Regions from separate parts of the Hordeum vulgare genome. Here region 1 is linked to region 2. The links are chromatin contacts, called in public Hi-C maps. All regions are on one chromosome and are shown on one strand. The core of a region is the stretch at or near the end of the contact, and the rest is flanking DNA. Distances in the headings are between cores, read along the strand shown. Region 1 has its middle 16 kb from the start of LOC123449037. Region 2 has its middle 5.2 kb from the start of LOC123401693.

What was found. A called contact is a pair of places that touch in the nucleus more often than the background predicts.
Region 1: a Hi-C map of leaf shows a contact between it and region 2, with 3 times the contacts expected there. The contact joins two enhancer-like sites. A contact is called at or near these places in 2 of 6 Hi-C or Micro-C datasets (leaf and seedling).

What each region holds. Positions count from the first base shown.
Region 1 is chr1H:491,778,179-491,783,599 of MorexV3_pseudomolecules_assembly, forward strand. No RefSeq gene overlaps it. Among protein-coding and RNA genes, the nearest start is that of LOC123449037, 16 kb to the left of the region's middle. Within about 2 kb of position 4,068, at least 3 of the 3 cell types and tissues checked have open chromatin away from gene starts, as enhancers often do. A contact at or near this core is called in leaf, where this site is marked.
Region 2 is chr1H:491,384,871-491,390,467 of MorexV3_pseudomolecules_assembly, forward strand. No RefSeq gene overlaps it. Among protein-coding and RNA genes, the nearest start is that of LOC123401693, 5.2 kb to the left of the region's middle. Within about 2 kb of position 4,076, at least 2 of the 3 cell types and tissues checked have open chromatin away from gene starts, as enhancers often do. A contact at or near this core is called in leaf, where this site is marked.

The DNA of each region.
Region 1 (5,421 bases), core at 2,818-5,317, 390 kb after region 2:
AGCGGGTCATGTCGTGTCTTGTGTAGGTTTATGGTTCGACCGAGTATAGAAGCTTTCGTGGATTTTATTATTTTTCTTTTCTTTTGTTTCTATGAATTTCTGTATCAATTTTAAAACTAAATTCTATTTCCCCTTTTTTGTTTTTTCTTATTTTCTATTCCATTTTCATATTTTATTCATTTTTAAACACATGCACATTGTTGTTTGCAAATACGTACTGACATATTTCATATACACATTCACATTTTTCTAATCTACGCCAACACTTTATAAATAGATTTTTAAATGACACAGAATATTTGTTACACGTGAACATTTGTTAAATGTCATGGATATTTTATTAAATTATATGTACATTTGGTATTGTATAGACATGTTTATAAAATACGACGAACAATTTTGTGAAATGTGTGACCAATTTTAATATCATATGAAGTTTTTAACTACGTGGACATCTTTTCATATTGTCCAATTTTTAAATAAAAATCGCAAAGATATTTTCAAAACACCTGAATCTTTTTTCTGAAATGTTACAAATGCTGAATTAACCATGCAATACTTTTTTAAATGTCATGGAGATTTTCTGGATTGTTTTATAAATTTGCACGGACAATTGTTTTGCACTGGATGAACATATTTAAATGTGCTATGAACACATTTCAGTTTATTACTTTTTAAATTATAAGCATTTAGAATATTATCCAAATATAACAAATGTAAGACAAAATGAGAAACAAACATTTTTAGGTAATCTCGCAAAGTTTTAATTCAACTCGTCATAATGTCTACAATGATGAAAGTAAAATCATCCGGATTGCCTAAGAAAACATGGCGACCAACCCCATGCGATAGAGCATGCTTTGTTAAAGTATATACACGACTTCTCATTTCATTAGAAAAAAAGTTGAAGATATTTAACGCCACCCGCTTGTCATCCGCTGCACACGCCTTCTCTCCCCATTGAAACGGCATCCGTCTGATTGCCTACCCCCATTTAACCGGCGTATGTGCCGAGGAAGCTACTCGGCATCCCGAGTGTCACACATCTGTTCCCGTGCGAGACGGCATTAAACACCTCTCCTACTGTCTTCTTGCATCTGCCAGCTATATAAACTTCTCCACGTACCGGGCAAGAACTACACCCCACCTTCGCTCACTTCTCTCCATCTCCTCCTTGCACGACACCCACCTTGCCCTACGACAAATAGAAGAAGGAGTTCTTCGGCAATGCAACAGTCTGGATTACCCGACGAGCCAGCTCGATTTTGGTTGGCTTGCCCACAAACCCTTCAGATCCAATGCCACCACCATCGCCATAGCCACCCCCTCTTCACCTTACCAGGTTGGACAACGTGATCTCCTGGAAAATCCGCCACGAGCACCAGCAACAATGCGTTAGGCAGGGAGGAATGAATCCATGTCAGCAGAGGCCGACACGTCCGCGGTCATCATGCGGACAACGAGGAAAAGTAGATCACGGGTGCAGCCATGTCACCGGGTTACACAACCGGTGTTTGGCCCGGTGAGTGGAGCCATAGACCACGGCAACCGTCTTCCACCGTCCGAAAACCAACCTTGATCCGTGCTTCATGGAAGCGAAGGGAGGCTTCTTCCCGTCTCGCTGAAGCATATCCCTTTAGGACCGTTCCGGCGAGAGGGCTGCCGGACATGGGGAAGACATGTTGTGGGAATGGAGACCCATCGTGGTCGGCATTAGACTAGGTTTAACCTAGTCCGGTATAGTTTAACTAAATATGTGCGAAATGAAATGTTTTTGTCCGTTTTGAATGAAAATCATCCGGGTTGCATGTAATTCATCCGGTTATTTTAAACCATGTTTGAAATGTATGCATATAGCGTTGGATGGTCGCCTCCTGCATTCGTGTCCGTGAACCGGTCCCTCTATCCGCGGATGGAAGCGGTGTCCGGTTTGCGGGTCAACGTTGGAGATGCCATAAGTCACCCACCTGAATGGATGAGAACATAAGATTATTTAATGCACCCATCGACCAGGACACACACCTTACACGGTAAACTGTCAAACCGCGGCTTCGTTACCGTAGTGTCGGCAAAGAAGATCAAGAATGAAAAGGTGAACCATGAGAAGCATTGCCGAGAAGAAACTTGAACTTACACTTGTCGTGGACAATGGCTTGACAAGCCAAATTGTCTGAACCGTCAGATTTAGAATCGAGGATTCGCGAGACGAAAAGACCACAGCCCCCTCCCGCCCCAAATGTTCCATATTGGCGATGATGACTAGTGATGTAGTCATAAGACTTTTATTCTACGCGTCTTGCGTTTATCGTCGAGCCTCCGCTACCTTTGACACGCAAAACTAACATGAAAATAACTTAGACAACACGTCAACTCAACTCTATGTTCTCCGGCTTCTCTTGGTGAAGCGGCCCCTAGAGACAAGGGGAACCGATGGAAAGACGCGGTAAGAAATGTAGCTTCCCTTCCTGACGGCTAGGGTTCGACCAAACACACAAGAAAATACAACCAGACCCGGGTTTGGGCCTAGGCGGGAGGGGCGGACGCCGAGAGCCCAGGCCTGGGAGGGGCCCAAGATTACATAACAACTTTCATTGTTAATCAACCCCAGGCTAGGTATCAGTTTGTTTCTTCAGTTTTCAAATACTTTTGTCTGTTTGTTTCTATACTGGTTTCTTTGGTTTTTTTTATTTTTTCCAATAAATGTATATTTTTTGAATTCACCTTGTACATTTTGGGTATAGATGTGAAACATTGTTTCGATACACGTTGAACGTTTGTCAAATAGATGATTTGAACTTTTTTTCAAAATGTAACGTACATTATGAGTATTTACAAATATTTTGAAAAAAGTCTGGGCATTTTATGAATTATTTTAATTTTTTATGTCATAAATATATTTGTCTGAATGGCACAAGCAGATTTTAAATTTACATGAACATTTATTCTAACAAATTTATAACATATTTTTCAATGCTTTATTTTTTCAATTTCAACAAACACTTTTTTTCCAAATGCTGTCGTTTTTAGAAGTTGCACGAGCTGTTTTCATTCCATTAACATTTTCTTAAGTGAGCAATGAACACTTTTATCAATATAAAATTTTGGAATATAATTATTTTAATTAGTTCAGGTATAAAACATAGAAGAACTAAGAGCATTTACAACCAGATGCATCAAACCCCCCCCCCCCCCCCCCCCAAACATCCGGACGTTCCCGGAGGCGTTCGCGGGTAGTGACCAGACGGCTCATAACAAAAATCCTGTTCGTCAATGTACTTCAAATTTAAAGCCTCAAATCCATACAACCAATGCAGATCTAACCCTATATACTACATACGTATCCCATTTACTCATCGTCGGAGATGTCCAAGATCTTCGTTCCTAGCTCTGAGTAGATGGGCGTGTGTGGCAGCTCCGGCTCGTCGTGGGACAAGCTACACGTGAAGAGGTGCCCATCTCCGACCTCTGTTGTCGGATGAAGAGTCGATTGGCCTCCACTTAGGCGTCGTCCTGGATGGACTCGAGGATGATGGATTGCTCCACCATCTTCGTCGCTTCTACAACCTCGTACTCTGCCATTCGTGGTGAAGCCCGGAGCCCTCTTTGCCTCCTCCTTCTCCATGGGTTGAGCCTCCGCTTCTGGCGATTGCTCCACCCTGCCGTTGTTGCTTTGCCTCCTCCTCTAGTTGCAGCTCCCCTCCTTCCCCAGTTGCTCCTCTTCCTCCTCTCGCTCCGACGAATCTAGAGGCAGGTCGGCAGTAAAACGAGACGAACGACTGGGCCAAATCTCCTTCAGGTGCTACAGCCGCTGCTCTAGAGTGAGCATGGCGTAGGTCCTAGTCTCGCAACTTGGCATAGCAACCAACAGACGGATTGGAATTGGCGGCCATAGAGAGAGAAAGGGGAGGAAATGGGGCGGGGTAGGATTGGCATGCCGCTATCCAGCTTAAATAGCCGGCCTTGATCCCTCGGGCGGATGCCAGAGCGGCACCACATGACACGGACCGAAGGAGGAGTCTGTCGGACCAACGGTCTCTCTGTATGCCCACGTTGACCCTATAGACCAGTCCAACATGGCACCCAAGTTCGGGCGTCACCATATCCTCCCTAGATATGGGCCCGGTATGGGGAGCCTGGTAGGGTGGCCCGGGCGTTTAGGATGTATATGGGAAATCCAATTGTAAATGCTCTAATGAAGTACTGATGTTGGGCTAGCCCACTTCATGTTAGCTCTTGCACTAGTTGATAAAAAGTTGTGCCCAATAGGCTGAAATTGCTAGGTTAAGAGTACCCCTTGTAAAAGTAACTTCCACCTCCTCAGGGGCTAACAAGTGTCAGCTTGGGAGTTTTCTCTTTTTTTATATATTCAGTTTTGAGAATATTTTATCTTTTAAACCGTGCGTCTAAATTTCGAACCGTTTACACCATTGGATTCGTCGTCTCGAGATCTTTGAAATTAGATAACATGTTAATAGTTTTTGAGAACTTTTTTTTTACAAAGAAGCCATGAGAAAACTGATAGAAAAAAATCATGGCCAAAAACACGTTTTCTCTCTTTATTTTCCCTTTTCTAGTGGCACGGGTGTTCTTTTCGCGGAAGCAAATCTGTGCCTCCATGGGAAGCAAATGTGAGCCTTTCATGAAAAAAATGTTGTGCCTCTCGCGAATGCAAACCTGTGCCTCCATAAGACACAAAGTTGTGCCTCTCGTTGAAGCAAATAAATGCATTTTCCCCTTTTCGAGATGTACAACCATGTATCTCACTGAATGAAATTTGTGCTTCCTGTGGAAGAAAAAAATGCATTTTCTTTCCTTTCCGAGAGGCACAACTCTCGCGAAAGAAAATCTTTAACTCCACAAGAAGCAAACTTGTGCCTCTCGTAAAAGGAGAAAATGTGTGTGTTTTCTTTCTTTTAGAGAGGCATAACCGTATCTCCTGCGGAAGAAAACCTATGCCTCCATGAAAAACTATTCGGTGCTGCCCGTGGAAGCCAAAAAACACATTTTTCGTACGCAAAAACAATCAAAAATAAATTGCTCCAAAATATCAGGAAGGCCATGCGAAAACCGAAAAATTGAAAAATCCAGAAAAAAATGCTCCAAAAGCCACCTGGTTGGGGATAGCCCTTTTTTTTGTTTGGTTGGGAGGGTAGGATCCAGCCGCGCCGGCCTGGGATCCTGCCGCCGCTCCGCCCCGGCCTCCTGCCGTGGCGCCGGCTTCCCCGGCCTCCTGCCGCCCCGACCTCCATGGCCTCCTGCCGCGTCGGCCTGGTTTGGGATCCAGACGAAGCAGAGGAGAGAACGAAGCGCGCGCGGGGTGGTTGCCACCACCCGTTCGTTTTTCGCGGGTCTCCCCATCCCAGTTTTTGAGGAATATTTAGGGTATCTTGTTGTCTCTATCCTTCTTTGCCCCAGAACCAA
Region 2 (5,597 bases), core at 2,826-5,325:
AAAAGAGTAATTGTTTGCACGTCAGTAGGTCAACTTGCCGGCATGCGAGGATGGAATATCATTTTTTTTTCTCTTGAACACGGGATATCATCTTCCTTTTAGCCGGGGATATCATTCTTTTGTTACGAGTAAGTGCACTTTGATTAGAGAAAAGTGCGTTTGGTTGGACAAAAGTGCGGTTAGGCGTCCGAGGTGGAGATATTAAAGCGGGTTATATGTGAATGACAGAACAAACATACACAAAATTTACCAATAAAACAACATGTGATTGAATGGTTAAAAGCACCGTGATATTTTCTGTCCATCAAAATTTAATCCGAAACTTGACATTGATACTTTATTTTTCTGAATTTATTTTACTCTTCTTGGCAATGTACGTTAGTGGGAGGGAAAGTTCTCATCGACTACGAAGGCTTCTGTGATGACTTCATCAATCTTAAGATGATGTGTCGTTTCAGTCTCACAGAAGTGTTTACATGATAGGGTGTGCGTGCATGTGTTCATAGAGATGATTGTATGTTTGTGTATGTGAGTTACTTCGAGTGTACTATGTTAAAAAAATTATAACAATGACCCAACTCCAAAAGTATAATTTATTTCTTTTTTGCGAGGAAAAAGTATAACTTATTCATTTATATTACTTTAACAAGAGTTTTCTCCGAGTGTTGTCTCTCCTTTCCCTCGGCGGTTAGGAAAAACTCTCCCCTTCCGGCTATGCCGACGTGCTTGTGGATTCGCCTCCCCATTGCATGCCGCTTCAGCGGTCGGTGGCAGGTTGGGGGTATTCTGATGCCTTCGCTGTAACTAATAGTTTAGGTTAGGGTTATCTATGGCATCTTCAACGTCGACCGTCAGACCATTCTCATACGGCCGTATCATGTTGTCTTGACCACTTTCTTGTTTTGTATTTCATTTTGTTTGCCTTTTTATGCTTGATTTTTCTTTGGTGTTTTGTTCTATTCCCTTTATTCCTTTTCACCAGGCAATATATTACTTTTCTAAAAATTGTGATTTTTTTCAATTCATCAAATATTTTCCCAATTTGAACTATTTTAAAATTGCAAGTTTTTTGTAATTCGTGAACTTTTTCGATTTTGCAAAGTTTTTACTGTTTGTGAGCTTTTTTCAAATTCATGAAATTATTTATTCACATTTTTATTGTTTATGAACTGTTCTTAGTTTCTATTTTTTTGTAAACTTTTCTCAAATTGGCTAGCTCCACCCTTCGGTCTCCACTCTCTTCTTCCTCCTTCATATTCCTGTTGAAAATCACTTCTTTCAATCCCGTGTAATCACCTCTTGCTCCGTCCACCGTCGAACACACCATGCCTGCAGGCTTGCAAACCGGGCTCACTGCAGGTGTGAGTGCCTTCGCAACCACTATCATCATCGCCAATGTGGTCAAGTGCATCCCCCGCGCATAACGTATTGCATCAAACGCTGTAGGGACGGAAGAGGAGGAGGCGCAACGCCATCGCCGCGAGGCTTGCGGAAGGCTTATGATCCTCATGCCAGGATGGCGTGAGCGCCATGCCGCCCAGCCTCCGCAACGGCCCCGCTCCACCACCTCGGGGCGACGCATAACCAGCTCGTTACGTTCCATGCCCAACGTGACAATGCCATGTTTTCTTGAATTGTCCCTTAAAATGTTATCTTGAATTCGTTCATGGAAGAAAATGTCAGTATGGAACGTCATGTAAGCGATGGAGTTTGGCTCGGTTCAGCACTGAGCCACACCATGCGAGTGCAACAATCGGGGCCTGGCCCATGTACGAGTTCTTGGGCTATCTTGGCTCAGCACGTGCGGTGTGTAACTGTTAGATATAGGAAAAGGTCCATTCTAAACCCTGAACTCGAAAAGGATCGACGAAATGAACCCCAAAGTACGTGTCCTCATCAGCCAAGGCGTTCGACGCGCTTGTCACGACCACCCACCACGGCGGAGCTGAACCGAACCGCACGAAGGGCACACTCGGACAAGTGCTCACGACGCATACCTCCCTCGACGCAGCGGTGGCAGAGATGAGGAAATCGTTGAAAGGTGTGGTGCACCGTAATGATTCCTTGGAGCAACCGCACCCCACTTAGACGACCTCTACCACCGCTCACAGCGCGGACGGCGACACATCGATCGGATCGGCGAGGTGGACCACAACAACAACACCCTCAAGAGTCTCGATGTCCTCGATTTTTGCTTCAAAACCCACCCCTTGGTGAGCAATCGAAATCCCCAGGACTGTATCATGAGCAGCTGTCGGATGACAATACTGATGCATATTTAGCATAGTTTTGATGTCACTCTTGCGAGTATTTTGGACGAGTACTCACCGTTGCTTTGCTCCCCCTTTTTCCCTTGATACGATTGCAGTGAGCAGATGATGGAGCTCAGGAGATGGCGTATCTCGCCGATGACGTCTGCTATCCTGACGGTGCCTACTACTACGTAGAGGCCGCTGACGACCAGGAGTAGTTTAGGAGATTCCCAGGCAGGAGACCTCGCCTCGTTCGATCAATGTATCTTTTGTGCTAGCCTTTTCTAAGACATCTCCTTGTTTTATGTATGTACTCAGATATTTGATGCTTTCGCTGACTTGTGTATTTATCGAGCTTCTGTATTCTAGCCCTCGAAGAGGCCCCTGGCTTGTAATATGAAGCTTATATGTTTTTATTTGTGTCTAGAGTTGTGTTGTGATATCTACCTATGAGTCCTTGAGCTTGGTCGTACGCATTTACATGTATGATTAGCGTATGATCAAATCGAGGTCGTCACACCTACCACATAGACGGGGTTTTTAATTACTGTCTGTTTTTTCTTATCGGAATTGTTAAATCACATTTATATGGTTTTAAGGATGTCACATCTAAGTTCTGCATTGTTCGATCTGTTCGTGCGGTAATTTTCGTGCCAACCTTGATCTTGCCTGTGGGTTGTTGCACGCGTCGCGCGATGCATTTTTCTGTGGCTCATTTGCGTTTCTCTTTCTCCCTCCCTCCCACTCCCTCTCTCTCTCTCTCCCCCCCCCCCCTCCCTCCCTCCCTCTCTTAAAGGGGTATCTCACAACCAATACGAAATACAACAGTTCGCGCTAGCGACCTAGCGCGCACCCGCCGATCCAGTGTATGGGCCGGCCCATTTGGGGTTTATACCCCCCCCCCTTTTCTTTATATTTTGTTTTGTTCTACTGGTTTTTCCTTTTCTTTAATGTTTCTTTTTGGTTTTTCCTTTATTTTCCATTTTTTCATTTATCTTTCTTTTCTTTCTTTTTCATTTTTCTTCCTCATTTTACGAACCATTTTCAAATTTCAGAAAATTTTCAAAAATATGAACAATATACAAATTCATGTACATATTTAAAAACCATGAACATATTCAAGTTGGGGGAACTTTCTTCATAGACTAATCATTTTTTGAATTGACCAAAATAATTGAACATTTGTTTGAACCTACGAACATTTTATGAAACACATGAACATTTTTTGAATCGACAATCATTTTCTGAAATTTGATTTTTTTAATTCATGAACAAGTTTTGGAATTAAAAGAATAAATTATTTTGATTTTACACACATCTTTTGGGAAATGATAGAACATTTTTCGAATTCATGAACATGTTTTGAATCAATGAACAATTGTTGAATCGATGAAGGTTATTTCGTAATTTGGAACATTTTTTGAATTTCACCAACATTTTGTGTTTTTGAAAAGTTTTTAAAAATTCATGAACAACGTTAATACATGAATGTTTTAAAATCATGAACATAATTTGACGATAAAATAGTTTTTCAAAATTACGAACATTGTTTTATTCTGGAAACATTTTACGGTTTACAGAACATTTTTTAAATCTTTTGAACATTTATTTCATTCACGATCCTGTTATGATTTCTCGAACATTTTTTCGAAATTTGTATTTATGTCGAATTTGGAAGTTTTCAAAATCCCAAGCTATATATAAAAATAAAAATAAAAAAGCTTAAGGAGCGAAATAAAAAAAGTAATACTTGGCGCGCATGGGCCGGCCCAAAAGAGCACGCTGGGAGAGCGAGGGGAGCATGCTGCGTCCGCAACCTCTATGTCTCGTAACAAGCGAGAAAGTAGTAGATCTTGCAGAAGGTTTTTCATCCCTGGCTTGTATTGACCCGGCCATTAATGCGTGCAGACCATATAAAAATAGCAGACAAACTGGGAGAAGTCCTTGGTCTCCCGCGAAAACGCAGACGCTGCTAGCCATTCTGCCTAGGTCCCACTCACTATAAGTATGAGGGAGGCGTCCTACTTAAAGTGATTCGAGCCGGTTTTCTTTGCTTTCTTTGTTTTTTCATTTCCTTTTGTTTCTTCTCTTTTTACATCTCTGTTTTTTATCCTTGTTTTCACTTTTTTATTTTTGGTATTTCTTTTTGTTTATTTTGTAACATTTTTTCTGATTTCTTTATTCTTTTGGTCATTATTCTACATTTTTCTATATGCCAACTTAGTTTTTTTAATAAACATCTAACATATATGTTTGCTACAAATAAAAAAATGTAATACATGGTAAATGTTTTTTCCTATAAATATTTTAAATAAAATTAAACAGTTGATTAACATTTTTTAAATACAATATTAAATATATTTGAATACATTGTCATCATTTTCTCTATAAATGTAAAAAAGCTTGATTAACAGTTTTCAAAGAAAAGAATTACCATTTGCTGAATACATGGTCATTGTTTTTTCTGTACACATTTAACATTTTCCAAACAGTTGGCATAATTGTTTCAAACAATGGTAAAAAACATCAAATTTTGAATACATCTTCCACATTTCTTGTACATATTTAAAATTTTCCAAATGCTTGATTAATATTTTTTAATAGTTGTTCGCCATTTTTCAAATGATTTGTTAAGATTTATATATATATATGATATTTGTTTTAATACATGGTCCTTTTTTGTATACACATTGAATATTTCCCAAATGCTTGAATAACATTTTTGAAATATTTGTTCTACCTTATTTTTAAGATGCTTGATTAATATTTTTATATACATGATCAGAAAAATCTTAATTTTTTTGATATATGATTTTAAAAAATCTATAGACATTCAACCTTTTTTTGAATGCTTGATTTTGTTTTTCAATTTGTCATCTATCTGGTTTAAATTTCGTGCAAATCTAATCGCCGGTTCACTTGTCGGCTATTCACACTTGCATATTTTGTTGGGCTGTTTACGCAGCGCGATATGAGGGTCCATTACGATTTGATTTTGCAATTCTCATCTAGATGAGAGGTAACAATGTCTCATCTAACTCATATAGCGTTAGATATATATGCTTCTCAGGCTTGCTCGTTGTTGGTGTGTAGTGTTTTCTATTCGTCCCTAGTGAAGCAGTGAGGCCTCATATGGCTATTTTGACTTGACCTTTTTAAGTTTTGCGTATTGGGTTTAGTTTTTGTGGGCTGTAGCTTTTTCTTGAAGGGCCATGTGTATTTTTATTCCATGTTTCTATCTATTTTGGTTCGGCTATGTAGCTAGGGTAGACCGTAACTACACATTTTCATTCATATTTGCTAAATCTCGTCTAGATGAGATTTACTGATGTCTCACCTAAGTCT